2 separate regions of the Sus scrofa genome follow, and region 1 is linked to region 2. The links are chromatin contacts, called in public HiChIP or PLAC-seq maps. All regions are on one chromosome and are shown on one strand. The core of a region is the stretch at or near the end of the contact, and the rest is flanking DNA. Distances in the headings are between cores, read along the strand shown.

Region 1 (2,912 bases), core at 333-2,832, 120 kb after region 2:
TAAAATCAACTGATCCCCAGGACTGGTGCGATGTATATAAAATGCCATAAGTATCTTTTGACACTGGATGAATAAAAAGCAAATGATTATATTAACAGTGATGATTAGGAGTTGATTTCAAAGCTGTATCTGAGTACTATCCACTCAAGCATACTCAATTCTTCTTTGCTCATGTTTCTTCTAGTTGTGATTCTCAAAAGAATCCTATTGGAGATCTTTGAATCACTGTAAATCTCAAGATTAGGCCTAGGCAAACTCATCCTCTCCCCACACAAATAAAATTTACAGGTTTCCTCTGGACCCTCATTTGTACTATATCATATAAATTCTTCACTGACGACCATCGTTTGGTACTTGGTTAACTAAATTTACTCAATGAGGTCAAACATGCATTTGTCTTGTATCAAGTTCCATTCTACAGCAAAAAGTAATTTATCAAAAAATCCCACCATTCCCTACCTCTTAGCTACACAAAAAGAAGCAACCTTATTCCTGATTCATTAACGTTGACTTTATGGTTCAGGCCAGAAAATAAATGCAATTGAATTCCCAAAGACACTATTCTGGGACTTTCTTTATACACTTAGGACTTCAGACTAAAGGCCCTAAAGTTTTAGCAGGAGAGCCAGGGAGCTTTTCGCCTTGATGGAAAAGCAGTGTTTGGAGCTGCAAATCACACAACTCCTAATCAGGGCAGCTGTAGGGAATTTAAGTTTATTTATAAACACAGCATGCCAAAAACCAGATCTAGGGTCTGGGGTTAGAAGCAACAAAACAAAGTAAAAATACAATTCCTTAATGAAACTTTTAAATATTTCTGTCGCTGACTGAAGCATGTAGCCAAACCTGAAAGCTTGAAATATTCATCTTTTCTTTAAAACTGTAGAGGTTTAAGAAAAAAAAAAAATCAAGAAGTGTCTTCATGCTTTCTTTCCCCCCTGTTTCTACACCCTCAAAGTCCGCGAACATTCTTGGCAGATGCACGGTCCTCTCGGGATGTGGCCTTGGGGCGGGGCTGGCGGACACAAGCAGACCAGTGCGTGGGAAGCGGCAGGGAGGTGTAACAAAAACGCTATGTGACTGCTCTCCGACCTTCAGGAGGCAAACAAAAATGACCCTTTAGGACGAGGAACTCAGTGACAAGCGGGGCGCAGGGCCAGCGGACGGGGCAAGTAAAGCACAAAACTGTGCCCCACAGGACGCAAAGCCAGGAGCCGTCGTTCATCAAAGACCCAGGCCCCTTCCCAGAGGAAGCGGTAAGGCGAGCGGCGGCCTCCGACATAGACTGCGCGCCGAGGGCCGGGCAGTGGCCAGCAGGCTTAGGCCCCGAAATCCTGAGCTGGCAGAAACAGGGGCCCTGAGCCAAAGAGGCCCTGCCGCGCCGGGAGCGAGATCCAGAGCACAAAAAGAAAGCGAAAAAAGAGGAGTCAGCGGCCGAGGGGCAGTGCACTGCGGTACTTACCTCTAGTCCTAGCGCCCACAGCCCGGGATGCCGCAGCCACCGCTCACCCACCGGCTCAGCTCTACCGCGCAAGCACCGCCCAACCGGAAGCGGCTCCTCGCCCCGCCCCTAGCCTCCTCGCCGGCAGCCTCCGGACCAATCACCGACAAACTCGCCACTGACGCACAGCTCCCCCGGACAGCCATTGGTCCCACGGTCACGTAGTCGGGATTGGCTGCAAAGCGCCACGTCCTCGCGAGCGCGCCGAGTTGCGTGGACAGGATTCCCGCCCAACTCTTTTCCCAGCCCTGCGGGGTTGGCGGGATCTTGGCCAGTTACTACCGGTGGCGTGTGGGCGCGGCTGTCTGGCCGCCACGTCCCGATTCGCAGCGCGTGACTCGGCCTCCATAGGCCTTCTTAGATTACCCTACTAATTATCTTCGTGACCACGAGAACCTGTGGCCGAATTAATCCGACTCTATCAGTTGCCAACTATATTAAACAATCCCAACCTCTCCTTTCCCTTCAGCGTTATTGCCCAGATGGGGTACCCTACTGGAGGCTCTTCAGGGTCGACTCCACTTGGGTCTCCCACCACTCCCTCTCACATTTCTTGCGCTCTGGCCACCATCATCATCTCGGTGTTTCCTAACATCGCTAGTCAACAGACCTTCCCACACAAATACAATTTACAGGAGTGAGGGCGTTTTCCAGATTTTCTGCCTTGTGAATGGACAGTGGAAGTCCCAGTACACAGAAATCCGGGTTCAGATGTTAGCTCTAGAAGCCTTTCCCGACTCCACTAGACAAAGTAATTCCTCTCTTATTTACCCTCATTAGCACTTTGCATCTTCAGTATGCTTGGACAGATTTTGCTGTCAACCGCTGCTTATAACATTTGTCCTTCCCAGACTAAGCTCCAGGGTAGAGATCTGCCTGTATTCATCTTCGTCTACAGGTCTGAGGCTTACTGCCTAGTTCAAAGTAAATGCTTAATAATGTTAAGTGAACTGGAGTTCCCGTCGTGGTGCAGTGGTTAAGGAATCCGACTAGGAACCATGAGCTTGTGGGTTCCATCCCTGGCCTTGCTCAGTGGGTTAAGGATCAGGCGTTGCCGTGACCTGTGGTGTAGGTTGCAGACGCGCTCCGATCCCGAGTTGCTGCGGCCCTGGAGCTGGTGGCTACAGCTCCGATTGGACCCCTAGCCTGGGAACCTTCATATACCACGGGAGCGGCCCAAGAAATGTTGCCAAAAAAATAATAATAGCAATAATGTTAAGTGACCTGAGTGGGTGGAAACCATTGCATGTCCCTGATTTAAGAGGAACACAAGAAATTATTAACGTATTCATTTTTCAAGTCATGAAATTAAAATTAAATGAGGGCTACAATGTTTGCAGCCTACTATGTTCTTAGCACCTAAAGCCTCTATATTTTCAAATCCAGTTGAGACAAGTGGTATGCTTGAGAG
Region 2 (2,902 bases), core at 387-2,886:
TTACTTATGTGTTAATCTGGAGCTGCAGCACTGGCCTAAGCCACAGCCACAGCCACGCCAGATCCAAGCCACGTCTGCGAGCCACACCACAGGTCACGCAACACCAGATCCTCAAGCCACTGAGCAAGGCCAGGGATCGAACCTGCATCCTCATGGATGTAATCAGATTCGTTTCTGCTGAGCCATGACAGGAACTCCATAGACCTGATGATTTTCTGAAGTCCCTTTGGTTGGAAAGTTCTTGAAGTAAAATTTGCCCTTCTCTCATGACAACTTGGATCACTTTACTGGACTGATCAGCAGAGATGAGCTTCTCTGCGCAGGGCCTAACATACCCCAGGCAACAGGAACCAGTCTCAGCCAGCGGCTCAGGGCTGGGCTGTTTAGGGGGAAACAGGCAAGAGTGGTTTGTTCCTGAGAGACTTGGCACCGGGGCCCTAGAAGAAAGGGTGTGGGAAAGAACAGGGGGCAAGCATCCTCCACTCTAGTCACCAGGATGCCTCCTGGATTAAGGGACATGCCTGCACCCACATTTTAAAGCTACTGCTCTTAAGCCAGGCCAGGAAACGAAGATTTGAAGTGTAAGGTCTTAGCAGAAGTCCTGATATTCTGTCCGCTGGGCTCAGGACAATGGGAAATTCCAAAGCAGACCAAGGAGAGCTGCACAAGCAGAGAGTAGACCTGGCTTAAGAAAGGCAGAAAGGGAGGGACAGGGTTCAAATCCCCACTAGGTCTCTTGTGAATCGTATGACTTTAGAATGTGCCTTGACCTCTCTGAGCTTCAGTCTTCTCGCTTATACGTGGGAATAACCATGGCCTTACATCACGATTGTGAGAGCCTCTAAGGGAGATGAAAACACAAAGAAAAGCTCGAGTCCACTCACTGAATGTGTGGTTCCTTTAGAAGCCAACTCGCAAAAGAGTCGACTGCTTGCAGTGACCGGAGCCTGCTCTACGGGTGAACTGGGGGAACCCCTGCAGAGGATCTGAGACTGACCCTTTGTGGGGCTTGGGTGCACTGGACGCCCAGCTCTCGCGGGCCAGGTTGGGCCAAAGGGTGGTGCCCGCCCGTCACGAGCTCTGTTCCCCTTCTTTCCTGACACACGGTCATGTGAGAAGGGAGTTTGTGGACCCGACATAGCCTCGGCCCCACCAAGCCCCTAAAGGGAACTTGGGGCGCGTAGGCCTTCGCTCCGGATAGGTGGGTGGACCGACTTTCCAGACCGTCGAGGACGGGATCTGACACTTCGGCCAACGTCTGGACGCCCAGCGACACCCCCGCCTTCTCCCCGCACTCCCACCAGACCCCAGAAGGTCGCGTTCAGGCCTTGCGGGCAACCGTACCGGAAAGTGTCTTCGATCTCATTGATGGTTGTATCCTTCTCCACCACCAGGAAATTAGGGTGGCGGTTTTTGTTAAGCTCCCCTATGCCGCCCAGCAGGAAGCCAGTCACCGTGTCTTCGTCTCCGATCACCGCAATTAGCTTCCCCCTCCCCGCCATCCTCAGAGTCAGACAGCCAGCCGCGACCGCCGGGTGTCACCGAGCTCCGGGTTCGCAGTGCCCCGCCTCTTCGGCCCCACCCCCGGCTCTTTAGACATGCGCAGTTCCACCACTCCGCCTCCTGGGACATGCGCAACAACAGCAAAGGCGCCCGAATCTGCATACGCCTGCGCTATAAAGGGAGGGCCGTTCCCCAGGCCTACGGTTCCCAGAAGTCCGAGCGGCCTCCCCGGGTTTCGCAGGCAAGTTCGATCCTTCTTCTACAAACGTGTCGAGCCTTTTGCTGTGTTAAGATGCCGAGACGCCGACAAGACAGTTCCCGTTCTCGAGGGTAAGGTCCGAGTCTTGTACCGACTGTTTATGTAACTATGGCAGACGGTTAACAACTAGTACATATTCAGTTAATAAGAGGATGGATAAGTTGATGATACTCTCTAGTGCGATAGAGGATTCACAAAGCAGTGTGTTATTTGCTGAAACGTGAGAAGTATGTGGAAGCCCACATCAGGTGTAACTAATCTGTGGGAGAGGGAGCGCACAGAGAAGGTCGCTAGCAGGATGAAGGGGATAGAAATGAGGACGAAGGAGTACCCATCGTGGCTTAGCGGGTAAGAACCTGACTAATCTCTGGGAGGATAGGGGTTCCATCCCTGACCTCACTCAGGGTTAAGGATCAGGCGTTGCCGCAAACTGCGGCGTAGGTCGCAGGTGCAGGTCGGATCCGGTGTAGCTGTGATGTAGGCTGGCAGCTGCGGCTCTGATTTGACCCCTAGCTTGGGAACTTCCATAAGCCACAGGTGCAGCTGTAAGGAAAGAAAAAAAAAATGAGGGCAAGAGGGTGTTCTGGGGAAGAGGAACAGCACGTGCAAAGACTTAGGGCTAGAGAGCATCAGTGCCTTCAAGAAAAGCTAAAGAATCTGGAAGTTACCCTGAGGACGACTGAAGTTACGCTGAAACCCCTGAAGGATTTAGTTGAAGAGAATGAAACGGCCAGGTTCAAGTTTTAGAGATAGCATGGAGACCATGCCGTGTGCCGAGGCCAGACTAAAAGAGGAGAAACCATTGTGGAGAGAGAGTGGTGGCCAGAACCCATGTAGTGGTGGTGATGGCGAATGTGGAGAAGCAGGTGGAGTCAAGAGGGGTTTAGAGACAGCATGGACGGAACTAGTTTGGGGAGTGATAGGGTGCTTCCAGGTTTCTGGCCTATGCGGCTGGGGTGGTCAGGAGTAACATTCCTGAACGCTATGCGGTGAACATGTTGAAGAAAGGTCCGCTTGCTCCCCCGCCCTTTTAAAGAGCAGGCATCCTGGCGTCTGGCATGTGATTTGCAAGTTTAGAGCACTTGAGACATGCAGATAGGGGTTCACTGTGTGGTAGGCTGGGGATTTGGGCACACCTGG

Evidence for each region. HiChIP or PLAC-seq counts read pairs in DNA pulled down with a chosen protein or histone mark.
Region 1: a contact with region 2 is called in an H3K27ac HiChIP or PLAC-seq map of alveolar macrophages. The contact joins the promoter of CALU here to the promoter of ATP6V1F in region 2. A contact is called at or near these places in 1 of 5 promoter capture datasets (fetal skeletal muscle), 2 of 47 Hi-C or Micro-C datasets (heart right ventricle and liver) and 2 of 2 datasets of contacts at active chromatin or transcription factors (alveolar macrophages and skeletal muscle).

Annotation. Positions count from the first base shown.
Region 1 is chr18:19,874,222-19,877,133 of Sscrofa11.1, forward strand. It overlaps CALU (calumenin), which reads right to left and starts at 1,583. Exons shown (of 7, transcript XM_003484023.4): 1 at 1,463-1,583.
Region 2 is chr18:19,755,070-19,757,971 of Sscrofa11.1, forward strand. It overlaps ATP6V1F (V-type proton ATPase subunit F), which reads right to left and starts at 1,637. Exons shown (of 2, transcript XM_003134698.3): 1 at 1,345-1,637. The coding sequence starts at 1,502.